Regions from separate parts of the Hordeum vulgare genome. Here region 1 is linked to region 2. A link is a contact called in public Hi-C data. All regions are on one chromosome and are shown on one strand. Each heading gives the region's core, a stretch centred on a gene start, on an enhancer-like site or on the middle of the called end of the contact. The rest is flanking DNA. Distances are from core to core; before and after follow the strand shown. Region 1 has its middle 120 kb from the start of LOC123397205. Region 2 holds the start of LOC123395601 (golgin candidate 6).

The links. Hi-C and Micro-C count contacts between places; a contact is called where the count stands out from the background.
Region 1: a Hi-C map of leaf shows a contact between it and region 2, with 3 times the contacts expected there. The contact joins the enhancer-like site here to the promoter of LOC123395601 in region 2. A contact is called at or near these places in 2 of 6 Hi-C or Micro-C datasets (leaf and seedling).

Annotation. Positions count from the first base shown.
Region 1 is chr5H:123,612,159-123,619,474 of MorexV3_pseudomolecules_assembly, forward strand. It overlaps the pseudogene LOC123399362. Among protein-coding and RNA genes, the nearest start is that of LOC123397205, 120 kb to the left of the region's middle. Within about 2 kb of position 5,958, at least 1 of the 3 cell types and tissues checked has open chromatin away from gene starts, as enhancers often do. A contact at or near this core is called in leaf, where this site is marked.
Region 2 is chr5H:123,290,967-123,298,615 of MorexV3_pseudomolecules_assembly, forward strand. LOC123395601 (golgin candidate 6) reads right to left here and starts at 2,778. Exons shown (of 19, transcript XM_045090627.1): 1 at 2,556-2,778; 2 at 2,383-2,458; 3 at 2,058-2,110; 4 at 1,793-1,920; 5 at 1,504-1,703; 6 at 1,339-1,412; 7 at 1,186-1,255; 8 at 597-650; 9 at 407-502; 10 at 201-251; 11 at 36-125. The coding sequence starts at 2,445.

The DNA.
Region 1 (7,316 bases), core at 4,708-7,207, 320 kb after region 2:
GAGATGGATGAACTTATTATCAAGGAAGAAATGTTATGGAAGCAAAGATCCCGTATAGACAAGATGAAAGGGGGATATCGTAATACAATTATTATTTTCAGGGAAAGGCTGCTTGGAGAGCAAAGAAAAACTCTATTTCTGCTCTGAGGAAGGATGATGGTTGTCTCACAGAAAATGCGGAGGAAAGGAAAGGTATCGCAAATTTGTTCTTTAAGCAGCTTTATTCTTGTGATGCGTCTATTGATTCGTCCAACATTATTTCAATTGTCATGCCCTTGTGACTGATAATATGAACGATGATCTATGCAAACCTTGTACGGAAAAAGAAATAATTGTTGCTCTTTTTAAAATGGTGTCATTAAAAGCTCCAGGGCCAGATGGCTTTCCTGCAAGGTTTTTCCAGCGGAATGTGGACCTAATGAAAGATAATATTGTCAAGGCTATTCAACAATTTTTTATTTCTGGAATTATGCCTGACGGTATTAATAATACAACTATTGTTCTCATCCTGAAGATCAAGAATCCCCAATCAATCAAAGATTTCTGGCCGATTAGTTTGTGCAATGTTATCTACAAGATTATTTCCAAGTGTCTTGTTAACACGCTGCGACTTATCCTTGATGGTATGATTTCCTCTACTCAGGGTGGTTTTATTCCGAGAAGGTTAATCTCTGATAATGCTCTTATTGCTTTCGAATATATGCATTCGTTAAGTATGCTTAAGGATTTAAGAGGGGAATATTGTGCTTATAAGTTGGACCTTGCCAAAGCCTATGATTGTGTAGACTGGCAATTTTTTGCAAAGTATGATGGGTGCGTTGGGTTTTGCACCACGATGGATTAACATAATTATGACATGTGTTACTTCGGTTAAATTTGCAGTTCGCTTTAATGGTAAATTGTTGGAAACATTTTCTCCTACTCAGGGTCTCAGACAAGGTGATCCGTTATCTGCGCATTTCTTTCTTTTTGTTGTTGGGGCGTTGTCTCTGCTGCTGAATGATGTGTGCGCCAGGGGAGTTCTTCAGGAATTCAGGTTGAATACACAAGCTCCTGGTGTTTCTCAATTGCTATTTGCGGATGACAGTTTGTTATTTTTCATGGGTTCGATTGATCAAGCTTTAGGAATTAAAAATATTCTCATAGTATATGAGAAGGGAACTGGACAGTTACTTAGTCCGAATAAGTGCTCCATGATGTTTGGGAAAAAGTGCAGTTTGGAGAATCAAGTGAATATTATGGTTATCTTAAAAATTACCGTGGAGGGGTTCGAGGATAAATATCTTGGATTACCGGTCCCTGAGGGAAGAATGAAGGCTCGTAAGTTTCAGTATACTAAAGATAAGTTCCTAAAAAGGCTTTCTGACTCGATTGAAAAATATTCCTCTTGTGGAGTCACGGAAGACTTAATCGAAACATTAATTCAGGCTCTACCTGTGTATGCTATGGGGATTTTCAAATTTCTGGTTTCTCTGTGTGAGGATTTATCCCAGATTATTAGGAATCTTTGGTGGGGAGATGGAGAAGATAGAAGGAAAACACACTGGTTAGCGTGGGACAAACTAACAAGGCCTAAAGGTAAGAGTGGGATGGGCTTTCGTGTTTTCTAACATTTTAATCAAGCTCTTTTGGCTAAACAAGCATGGCATTTGGTGGTGTATCCTCACTCGCTATGTGCAAAGCTAATGAAGGCAAAGTATTATCCTCAAGGACATATTCTAGATATGGTGTTTCCACATGCTACTTCAGTGACTTGGCAAGGGATTGCTCATATTCTGGAACTCCTTAAGAAGGGGACCATTTGGCGGGTTTGCGGTGGCTCTAGTATTAATATTTGGAGGGATAATTGGATACCATGGGGACATGGCCTAAAAATCTCAACTAGGAAACATAATACCAGATTGAAGTGGGTATCTAGTTTTTTACATGAGCGGGCGTAAGTGTTGGGACAAAAATTTGATTAAGCATATTTTCTACCCACATGACGCGGAGGAAATCCTCAAGATACGTATTCAAGCCTCTAGGGATGGTGATTTTGTTGCGTGGCACCATGAAAAGAATGGTATTTTCTCTGTTAAAAGTGCATACAATTTTGCTCTTAAATTGAAGGATAATCAGACACTATTGGACAATCTAGTGGTGAACCAGAGGGGGTAAGGGGGATTTGGGAGTTAATTTGGAAGGCTAATATCCCTCAGAAGATCAAAGTTTTTGCATGGAGAGCTGCAACTAATAGCTTGGCGGTCCACATGAATAGAGTTAAGCACCATCAAATTGAGTCAGGTATGTGTTCTATTTGTGGTGTAGAAGACGAAAGCACTTTTCATGCTCTAATAAATTGCTCTAAGGCTCGAGCTCTACGACTGGCATTGAGAGAGTTGTGGAACATTCCGGATGAGGAGCTCTTCAAATGCTCGGGTCCAGACTGGTTTTTTAATAAGGTGAGCATGTAGCAGCGGGAGCAATTATTGTTTCTTTTCTGGCGTACATGGCATTTGACAAATGATTAAATTTTCGGAAGGGGAAAGAATCCACTATTACCTCTGCTCGGTTTGTGGACAATTATTGGGGTACTATCACATCCTCTCATGACACTGTTCTGCCGAACGCTAGTCACAAAGGTAAGGAGAAGGTAAGGGGTGTTGCAGCTGATTATGCTCCGTTATATAACATGTGGTGTGGACTCCTCCACCTCTGGACCATATCAAGGTCAATGTTGACGCCAGTTTTGTGGATAGTACCAATGCAACGAGTGTGGGGGGTTGTTGCTCGCAATTCTTATGTAGAAATTATTATTTCTTCTTGGGATTTTATTGATTGGTCTACCAGTGTGAATGAATCCGAGCTCCGAGCCTGGCTCGCAGGACTTTATATAGGTATCACCCTTCACCAATCTATTATTTTGGAGACTGATTGTGCTTTCGTACATTCCTTCCTTGCGAATGAGAAGCTTGACAGGTCCCTGATGACTGTTGTGCTGAATGAGGCTCTGAGTATCTCCAGGATGATGCCAAATTTTTAGATTTCAAAGATAAATAGGATTGCAAATGGGGTGGCACATGAGATTGCTAAGTTTAGCTTTAGCACTAGGTCTGATGGGATTCTTATTAATTATGTTCTGACCTGCGTGGTGTATGCTCTAATGAATGATTGTAAGCACTTATCTTTGGATTAAATAATATATGGGGTGTTTTTCAAAAAAAAAATCTTTCATTTCCATTTTTGAGATAAAGCTAAAGAATGGTTGTTGTTAGACCTCTCAAAAAAAGAATGATTGCTATCTTTGCCTAGAAAGTAATATTGATTCATAGGCTAAATGCAAAGATACTTTCATTGGGAAATATTATCCTCCTGCTAAAATCATACAACCAAGGAATCTAATATATGAATTTTAAACAATTCGAGCAAGAACATGTAACCCAAGCTTGGGAAAGAATGAAATATGTGATAAAACATTGTCCTATTGATGATTTAGCTACTTGGATGGTAGTGCAAACATTCTATGAAAGACTAAACTTTATGTCTAGAATTCTTTTCGATTCAGCTGTAGGTGAAACCTTCATGGGAATACCCTTGGTGCCTCAACCAAGCTACCTAATAATATGACATCAAATTTCTCTCAATGGCATTACCGAAAGAGCTTCAATTGATAAGAAGATAAACTCTCTTGAGGAGATCACTTCGTTTAATGCAAATATGGCTTATTTCTATACAAGTTCCCATTGACCCTAAATAAGGATCAAGTTAATGTTAATTTTATTGGAATAATTTTAATAATAATGATTATAGGAATACCTCTGGAAACAATCCTAGGTCATATCCTTCTATCTCTACAAACTATTATGTAATCCTTGTGGAAATTCTTACAATAATAATAATTGAATACATGTTGAACTTGAAGGAGTTATTAAAGATTTTATTGATTCTCAAAAGAATCTCAATGTCATCATAAGTGAACTAAAAATCAAAACTTGATGCTATTGCTTGTACGGTCGATAGGCTTGTAAGCAGAGTTACATTTGATATATTTTTTTGGCTAAAAATCAAAAGTAGTTTCATATTTTTTTTGGCTGGGTGGAGCTAAATGTCGACTTCCGATGCATATGTAGAAATCATCAAGTTGGTGACAAATCATGGAGATTTCTTGCTTGACCTTTTTTTAGAAAAGGAGGCGTAGCCCCGGCCTCTGCATCGAGGGATGCATGCATCCATATATTAAAATCAAACCAAGTCTTGACGAAGTACAATATAATCTGGAAAAAAATAAAGTAAAAAGAAGATACAAGGCGCTCGACGCGCCACAACCGGAGATGACTAGACACCTATCCTATTAATATGCCGCCATCCAAACCGGTTGAAGATACCCTGAGCTACCATCTCCTATCGGACACACCCAGTATCCATAGGCTCCCTGGCTTCCACAGGAGTGAGTAATGACCATGTGCGGATCAATGCGGTAGCCCTGAAGATAACCTGCAAGAAGTGAATATCGCGTTGTCTGTTAAACACTAAATCATTTCTCCAATTCCATACAGCCCAAAATAGTGCACATGATCCCACACGAATAAGTTTAGTAGTTTGAGCATCAACCCCCTGTAACCACTTCCCAAATAACGTGTTTATACTATTAGAGGGACTGATGTTGAAAGCAATGTGCAACGAGCGCCATAATAGTTTAGCCATAGGGCAGTCTAGAAAAAGGTGCTTAATAGATTCTTTATCCTGACAGAAGCTGCATCTAGGATTTCCTTTCCAATTTCGCTCTACTAGATTATCCTTCGTTAGAATAACCCCTTTATGAACAAACCACATGAAGATCTTAATTCTCAACGGAACTTTGACCTTCCATATATGCCCTGATTTTGGAATAGGAGTCGAATCTATGAGATTCGTGTACATAGATTTGACCGTAAATACTCCATTCGTGTTTAACTTCCAATGAACACGATCTAGGTGATCACAGAGGTTAATGTCCACCAACCTTCTGACTAGATGCGGCCATCTAGTCCATCTGTCACCAATCAAGGATCTACGGAATTGAATATTTAGAGGTGTCTCGCATAATATTGACGCAACGGACGCCTGTCGACGTTGTGCAATATGGTACAACTGCGGATACTGAATAGCTAAAGGCATCTCCCCTGGCGAAGTATCTTCCCAGAACCTAGTCGATTGACCATTGCCTATAATAATCCTCGTCCTATGGAAAAACACATTCTTAGACCGCATTAAGCCCTTCCAGAAAGGGGAGTCAGCTGGTAGTGCTGTAACCTGAGATAAGGTCTTATTTTGTAAGTACTTGTTAGTCAGAATCTGTACCCACATACCTTATGTTTCCATAGATAGTCTAAACAACCATTTACTGAGTAGACACCTATTTTTTGTCTCTAAATTTTCGATCCATAAACCCCTTGATCTCTTGGTCTACAAATAATGTCCCATCTAGTGAGCCTATATTTAGCCTTGACCTCATCGCTCTGTCAGAAATAACGAGATCGATAGAAATCCAACCTTTTCCTGAGCTTGACTGTCTCTCAGGAAGTGAAGCTCCTGAAGATTGAGTTGAGTCGCCATTTTCTTGCTCCCTTACATTCGGTTGTCACCGGGATATAAATATATAATTTGTCTGGCCATTTGTTTAAATGCTGAAGATGGAACGTTGTAAACTTGTTAGCAAACCAATTATTCATGCTTATTGCACTCGCTAGTCAATCAATATTACATGCATATATTCACACATATAAGAAGCAATGTTCTGCACTGAGACGATCTTTCACATGGGATGTAGCTTGTCCAAGCAATACATATAAGGGAGTGCCTGCAACTCAGTCGATTGAGAAATAGTTTGGTCTCAGTCGCCTGTTACGTCAGCCTAGGTGTCGGTTCTTTTTTCTCTTCCACGGTCGTATATGTGTCACGTTGTTGCGTTGTCCTTTCTGTGGGCCGAGCTCTTTGTTTTTTCATTGCTGGGCTGCTTTGTTATACGAGGGAACAGACAAGTTGTGGTCGATCGTGGACTGTATCCCGGTTTTGGGATGATTTTTCATGTTTCTTTTTCTTTGTTGGACAGCAACAGCTAGGATGATGAGCCTGTGACTTCGGGCCATGACCGGTGGTTTTATGTCATATATTATTAGTTTTCAAAAAGATTGTCTAGAAGAAATGTTAAACAACCAAAAACAATACATCAGAGTGCATGAAATGTACGGTGTACATCACAATACAATGCAGTTTTTGTAATTAGAAAATTTCTAGCAATGACGGGCATAGCATACTGCTCGCCAGTGGCACATCTTGCTTCGGTACAAAATTGCTCTGGTGTATCCTTTAGTAGTGGGTGCCAGTCAGGGGCGAAGCCAGGCTAGCATCATGCCCTAGGCCTCCTTCATTGCTACAATGATTAACAGGATCAATAGTGTAAAAAAAATGCTAGAATCAGCAAAGGAATTAATCCTCACGCCCCGGCCCAGACACCCTTGGCCTGGGTCCTGGCTCCGCCACTGGTGCTAGTTAATGTCTGAGACTACTAATCAGTTAGGAGAGGCGGAAGTGTGTTCGTCGCTGGTAGCCTTTTAGCCACCTAGCCCGTCATTGATGGCTATTTTGCGCTCATCACTACTAGGCATTCCTATAGTAATGCCTCCCCCACCCCCGATTGGTCTTGTAGTTACGGTAGGGTGTGATGGGTTGCAATTGCGGCCTGTTTTGTAAAACTTGCAGTTGCGATCTGTCTCAAAAAAATTGCAGTTACAGGCTGCCTCATAAAAACTTGTAGTTGCGATCTGTTTTGGAAAACTTGCGGTTGCGAGCTGCCTCGAAAAACTTGCAGTGGCGGGCTACCTCGAAAAACTTGCAGTTGCATGCTGTCTCGTAAAACTTGCAGTTGTGGCATGTTTTACTTGCGAACAATCTGTCTCGGAAAAATTGCAGTTGCATGCTGTCTCGTAAAACTTGCACTTGTGGCATGTTTTACTTGCGGACAATCTGTCTCAGAAAACTTGCAGTTGCGGGCTGCCTCGGAAAACTTGCAGTTGCATGCTGTCTCGTAAAACTTGCAGTTGTGGCATGTTTTACTTGTGAACAATCTGTCTCGAAAAACTTGCAGTTGCGGGCTGCCTCAGAAAACTTACGGTTACAGCCTGCCTCAGAAAACTTGTAGTTGCGGGCTGCCTCGAAAAACTTGCGATTGCAAACCTATCTCAGAAAACTTGCGGTTACAGCCTGCCTCAGAAAACTTGCAGTTGTGTGTTGCCTCGGAAAACTTGCAGTTGCGTGGTGCCTCGAAAAACCTGCAGTTGCGACCTGTTTTGTAAAAC
Region 2 (7,649 bases), core at 1,528-4,027:
TGTGAGGCTATATAGGTTAATTTATAATGGTATACCTTTTGTTGGGTAAAATTGAATGCACTGCCTCTCCTTATCTTTAGTATGGATATCAATGGGTCAAAGCCCATTGTCTCTTTCAAAAGCATCTGATATTAGCACAAAGTTATGTCAATGAAAAATATGACCATCTAACACTAAACAATTGTTCGATAGAAACATACCTGATTGGACGCATTGTTCCGTATTAAATTATTTAAAAGTTCAAGGCAATCCTGCTCCAACAAAAAAGAATAGATTAGTACCAACAAAGTTTTATACAAAATTAAAAAACAGCTTTCAACTGGAAACTGAACAACCAGAACTTTTAGACAATTCGAGTACGCAACGGATCAGATCAGATCATATAAAATGGCTCCTGGATAATCACCTGAACAACGACGCCTCCATCAGAAAATCCCTCCTCCCCAATAATGCTAAACAACTTCTCAAATGCACCTTCAAATACAACAATTTTTTGAATTTCCTGAAAGGGTGAATTACCAGTCATTTAGTATACACAGATAGGTTCAAGTTGATATTTGGAACATAATAAATGAAAAAGAATATGAGAGAGTAACCTCTGCGTCTCTGGTCAGATAAGTAAGAAGTAACAGTGCTTCATTCCTTATGACCTTCAACATGCATCAAAGATACCCATATGAGCTATATAACCACACAAGTAAAGAAACAAAGCAATAAAAATATGTTATAAATTGATGATGCTGGAGTGCTGGGAACACAACAATAACTTAGCATGACTTCTGGATTGCAACCAGCAGAAAGTAATTTCAGCATTTGCAAAAGAACTGCATTTTTAGCTTTTTCAATTAATTAAACCATACTACAGCCTAAGATAGAGGAGGCGCTACTGAAGTAAATAACATCAAATAATATAATTACTTGTGAAAGCACGTATATCAACTCCTTCAAAAGAACAGATAAGGGTCCAAATCAACATGATTGTACATCTCTACTTCATGTTGTAAATCAAAGTCATGCTGCTAACTGATTTCATACATTGTAACCATATAAACCGTTTCCGCATGCATTACACTACTACTGCATGGATAACTTAGGATAAGCAAAATTGATATTAGCACAATAGACATGTCTGGATAGCATGTGTGCTTCTTTACAGGAAGAGGAGAAAAGAGGTTGGTGTTAAACCTCGCGGTCCATAAGCATGTCCATTAAAACTGTTATGCCACGAGGAATTAATAGAATTGCCTCCTGTAATCTGAAATACCAAAAGGATAAAAAGGAGTTAAAAAGGTTTAAAGTGTAGTGTATGCATCCCAACAGAAAAGACTTACTGGGCACCTTTTCAACGAGTTTGTAAGTAACGCTGTTAAAAGCTGGATTGTGTAATATCGCACATAGAAATCCTCCTCTGTCTTTGAACCAAACAGGAGGGAGAAATAAATCATGACAGATGGAGCAGGTAAAGCGAGTTACATGCAGTAAAAGCAAAGAATGTAAACTCACCAGTAAGCTCAAGAGAAGAGAAATATTCTCTGTTTCTCGAGAAAGCAAATCAGAGTTCATTGATGCCGGTTGGACCTCAGTTTTCAGTCCCTGTGACGTCTCAATAGGAGTCAGCGCGCTCACAAGGGTTTCTAGGGCACCTCTGACGAGCTCAACATCCTCGCGGTCTTCTTTCAAAACGTTGAGAAGGACAGGGAAGCCTATTTGCAAATTGGCAAGAATGTATCACACATCAGTCGCTCATAGAGATGAATGTACAAATACCAAGGACCCAAGTGAAATGAGATACCCATAGCTCCAAAAGACATCTGAGCCGAACGGCTCTCTGCCACGAGGGACTGTAGCTCAGTCATGGCAGACCTCCTATCATCAGGCATCGTGCCGTTGCTTATGCGATCGAGGAATCTCTCGACATAACTGTAAAACATAATGCAGTTACAGGGTCACTCACTAGAAGTGGCATATGTCAACCAGGTGCTAAGTTTTTCAGGCAACAATAGGCCTAAAAGTATGATTACACGACTGAACAAAAATTCATGCCGAACTGCCTCTACCTATCTTCCTTGGACTCGGACGCCTCGTTGCCGAAAACGAATCCCCCAATCCCCTGTGAGACAACACCAATAGAACATGGGGTTAATAAACATCAGACTTGCTCCACCAACTTCTGATGAAAACATGGCATCACATTGGTCCAGCTGCTACTAGAGCACGAGCTCCAATGGAAGGAAGCATTCCATGCTATACGAGACTAGAACTCGTTCATACGACCGGCAAGACGCCATGTCGGGCTCCGACCTAGGGTGCGTCGGTGACAGAGAGAAGCAGGAGCGGTTGGGGACGGGTTCGATTAAGGTCATGGGGAGAGGGGGTGAGCACCTGCATGATATTTTTTCCTGCGCTTCCGGCGAAGCCCCGAAGGTTGATCGACCGGGAGTCCATGGATCGCGAGCGCCTGTGTGGAGTAGCGAGGAACAGTTAGCCGGATCGAATAGGTTGAAGAAGACTTAGCAGATACAGTGCGTATTCTTGAGAGGGCAAGCAGCTCTGACCTGAAAACCGGAAAAGGTCGCCGCAGCGGCGGCGGCGTCGACGACGGCGGAGAGAAGGTGAGGTGGGGACTGGAGATCGGGGGGTTGGACCTGGAAGCAACCGGGGAGCGGGGAGAGGGGTGGGGAGGCAGGCTGGATGGAGTCGGGTCACGGGGGAAAAAAAAAAATTACGTGGGTCACGGGGGATACCTCCTCCGCTGTTTGCACCGAAGCAAAAACATTTCCAACGAGTCTCTTGTTTTTAAAAAAAAAAGTCCAATCTATTCATCGTCAATCAAGGTGGTGCAGAAAACATTAGTAGAAGTAAAAAATACATCAAAGTCGGTACACAACCTAGCGACAACTATAAACACTCGAGCGAGTCGAAGATGCGCCACCGTCATTGTCCCTCCCTCATCCGAGTCTGACAAACCTCACCGCAGTAGACAATTGAGAAGTCGTCGTGCTAAGGACCATAGGGTCAACGCATGTGTAGATCAGAAGGAACACGGACGAACCAAGATCGGATCCATTGAATTCATCGAAGAAAAACATCGACGGAATCCTGCATGAACACGGACGAACCAAGATCGGATCCATTGAATTCATCGAAGAAAAACATCGACGGAATCCTGCATGAACACGGACGAACCAAGATCGGATCCATTGAATTCATCGAAGAAAAACATCGACGGAATCCTGCGAGATCCAACAAGTCTCCTTTCATTTAAGGACAATTCCAATGCGTCGACCTATTTCGTCCGCCCGCATTCGTATGGTTTTGAGCGTATAAAAAATGCAGTCAAATATGTCGACGCAAACGGATGGATGTCCACTTTTCTATCGTTTGGACCCATTTCCAACCTCGCCCTCCCATGTCCTCCCCTGGCCCGCCCGTGTATGGCACACGCAGGTGTTATTACCTTCATTCTTTCCCAAAACCTTCCCGCCCTCACATCATGGTTGACACTCCATACCCCACCGTCGCCCCCTCCCGGGTGCCACTTTTCATGACGTTGTCGACCGCACCGTGCGCCCAAAGAAGCAAAAGAAGGTGTGAACCTTGGAGGAGACGATCGTTGAGTTGGTGAAGAGGGTTTCTTGGAGGAGGAAGGAGTGAGGAAAAAAGATGCAGCCGAGGTCGCCGCCGCCAAGTAATACTTCCTTTTATAGTGATCCGGTAACAGAACAGAAAGTAACCCACACCTATTTCCCCAAGAGGTGGCCCTGGATTATCGAACCCACGATAGAAAGGTTCCCTTGAAGCGATGGTCTCTAGCAAGCTTTTGTCAAAGAAATATTCCAGCTTTTGACCAAATCAATCAAGCCAATGGTGAGTAAACACTTATAATAATTGTAAGTGCATCTAGTGCCCTTAGTGATTTTGGTGGTTTGAAGACTTATAGGTTAAGTAACTAATGTGTTTATAAGTGTACACATGTTCTATAAGTCGCTGAGGAGTTTGAGTTATACGATGAATATCGACCCCTAAAAATGTATGTCTTCGAGTGAAGAAATTGGTCTTATGCTGAAGAGTTTGATCGCGAAGAAATTGCGATGAAATTGATATTCCTCATGAAGATAGTGAAGATGAGGAATTTGGTGTGTCCTGAAGAAAATCAGTCCGAAGACTTTGAAGCGTGAAGATTTTTTCTTTATATTTCATTTTCTTTACTCTTGGGTCATAGGAGCACCGTACTGTTAAAGGGGGTCGAGGTAATACTACGGAATGAATCTCCTCATGATGCTCAACCCAAGACTAAACCTACAAAAGCCTCAAGTGAGGAATATGAGAGACATGAGGACTCTTACAGCTGAGAGTTCAGACCGTTGTCGCGATACGCGCCACCTCACCGATCTTATCCACACCAACGGTCATAATATTTAAAGGCATTTATGTCAAATCATGTCGGATGCTCTCAGGCTATAAATAGCCGCCCCCCACAACCACTAGCTGGTTGGCTGCTCCGCGAGAAACTGACACTTGCCATTTAGAGCAACCCAAATTCCTCAGAGTCTTCGAGAGTAAATCATCAAGTGAGGAAATACCCCAAACACCAAACCACAAACCAAAAACCGAATGATTGAGCATCACTGAAGAATTTGTTCATGTGTGGAACTGAAGCCTTTTACCTTTGAGACTGTGCATCCTCCAGACGGTTAGGCGTCATGGTCTAGAGCAATCCAGCAGTCAATTGTGGATCGTCGGGTGACCGAGCTTGTGAGGGTTTGAAAGTCTGTCCTGAAGACTTACCACGAGTTTTGGGCGAGGACTGTGTGTCCTTAGCTCAAGGAGAATACGGTAGGGACCGTGTGTCCCGGGACTGTGTGTCCTTTGGTTTCAATACCAAGCCTCTCCAAACCAGACGTACGACTGTCACAGAGTTGGAATTGGGTCATCACCAATTGTCTTAATTGTGATACGTGTTATATTTCTTCAACTCTTTCAATTCCTCAATATTGTATGTTGAAGACTTTCATTTTCACTGTTTGAAGAATTTGCTGAAGACTTTCTCTGAATTTCCTCAACCTCAAATTCTTCATATCAGTTAATCTTCACCTGTTTATTCTATGCCTGCATACTGTGCAAACCGATTCTCATAATCTTCATCAAGTAAATTGTTGTTGTAATCTTTGCACCTCTAATCCTGCGCTATTTTTGTTGCACGTTATTCATTAGTGAGGAATTTCCTCAGCGATCAAATTCTAAAAATCATCTATTCACCCCCTCTCTAGTCAATATAACGCACTTTCAATTGGTATCAGAGCAAGGTACTCCCTTATTATGTGTGATTTTGGTTTAACCACCTGGAGTTTTAGTTATGTCGACTACAGGTATGATCAAGGTTACTGCAGGATGTCCTACATTCGAAGGAAAAGACTTTCCTTATTGGAAGACCAAGATGCAGATGCATCTTCAAGGTATTGACAATGATCTCTGGTACATTGTGGAACATGACATTCCCTCCATAGTTGCTACTGTCTCTACCGCTGATGTGAAAAAATCCAATCAACTTGATTCTCAAGCGACGAATGTCATCTGTGGCCATCTGAGCAAAGGTCAGTATGGCAGAGTGAGTGCTTTGGGCACAACAAAGCTTATCTGGGATAGGTTGTCCAAAGTCAATGAAGGAATTTCAACTCAGCGTGACTCTCGTGTTGATGTTCTTCGAAATCTCTTCAATCACTTCAAGAGGCTTGGCAATGAAAACTGCCAAGATACCTTTGATCGCCTCACTGACATCTCAGATGAACTCCAAGCACTGGTAGCTCGATACATCACTGACCATGAAATTGTGAAGAAACTGCTAAGATCTCTGGATCCATCATTTGATACACTGGTTCTGATGGTTCAAGAAAGAGCAGACTATAAGATGCTTGATCCTGCTGATATACTCGGAAGACTCAATACTCATGAATTCCAACAGGAAGAAAAGAGAGATCTGTATGGACCAAGCTACTCTAGACCTTGTGCGCTGAAGGCCAAAGCAATTTCCTCATCTGACGAAGAAGACTCAGATTGCAGCATTGGTGATCCTGAAAAACTTGGACAGGAGCTTGCAATGCTCGTGAGAAAATTTCAGAAGTTTACAAGGCGTGGCCAGTTTGGTAAATCTTCAAGAAGAGATATGAGGAAATCATAATCTTCATCTCAGGACTACAAGAAAAGAACCTGCAACAAATGCAAGAAATCTGGTCACTATATTGCTGATTGTCCTCGCTGGGTGAAGGAATCAAAGAAGAAGAAATAGAAGGATGAAAGTTTAGATGACTTGAAGAAAAAGAAGAAATCTTCAAAATCCTCATCCTCAAAGTCCTCATCGCACAAGAAAACTAGTTTCAGAAAGGCTCGGGCACTCATTGGCAAGGAAATGGATTCCGAGGAAGAAACTGAGGAATGTGATGAAGAGGAAGGTTCTGAAGAAGACTCAGAGTCTGGTGTGGCCAGTCTTGCACTGGCTACCACATTCGTCGGCAAGTCAATCTTCAACCTTGAAGAAAATGACAACGCTATCTACACTGATGACTGTGCTGATGACTTCGCTCCAACCTATTTCTTCATGGAAAAAGGTTCAAAGGTACCAAATGACACTTCCTCCTATAATTCAAGTGACTGTGAATCTGATGATTATAGAAAACCCAGTTACAGTAAACTTGCCAACATTGCAACTAAACAACAAAGTGCCATTGAAAAGCTTCAAAAACTGCTAGACAGAAGCGATGACCTGTTGAATGATGAAATGAATCATACCCAAATCCTCATTGAAGATGTGAAAAGTCTTCAGTCCAGATTTGATAGTCTTCAAGATCGTTATGGCACACTCTTGGCTGATCATGAGAAACTTTCCTATGAATTTCTTCAAAGGAAACTTGATCTTGAGAAGTTGATGTCTCATGATGATCTTCGACTGGAAAACGATTCATTACTTGCTCAACAGACCAGTGTCGCTCAGGTTGAATTCACTCCACCATGTCTCAAATGCACCGAGCGTGAAACTGCCAATTCTTCACCAGAATCATCAAATGCTTCTATTGCTACAAATTCTTCAACTACTCCCGTGGTAACAAATTCCTCACTTGAGGAAACCACAAATGTTACTGACGAAAATGCGGGGGTGAAGGAATTGTATGTGACAGGCATGTACAAAAGTCTCAAAGGGCATCAAACCCTTTGCGATGTGCTCAAAAAGCAGATTTTGAACAGGAACCCGAGGAAAGAAGGAATTGCCTTTGAAAGGAAACTGAATGCTGATGGATCATACTGGAAACCTGAGCAGTATCCCAAAACCTCATGGGTTGCTGCTAAAGGACCTCCTGTTGATCCATCCAATCTAACAGGCTTTGCATGTGAATTATCCTATTCCTCAGATGAGTCATTTGACTCCAATTATAAATTGTTCAAAAATCAATCTCGTGAAGTAATTGCTCAATATGTTGGAACTAACTACAGGAATGGACCACCCCTGAGGAAAATCTGGATCCCCAAAAGTTGCTTGGAAGATCTTCAGGTGAATGTCCTCATGACACCACCTGTGAAGAACCTGAACCCCAGATCAAATTCCTCAGGTGGACCGAGGTCTTCAAGAGGATCAAAATCCTCAACTGGTCAAAACT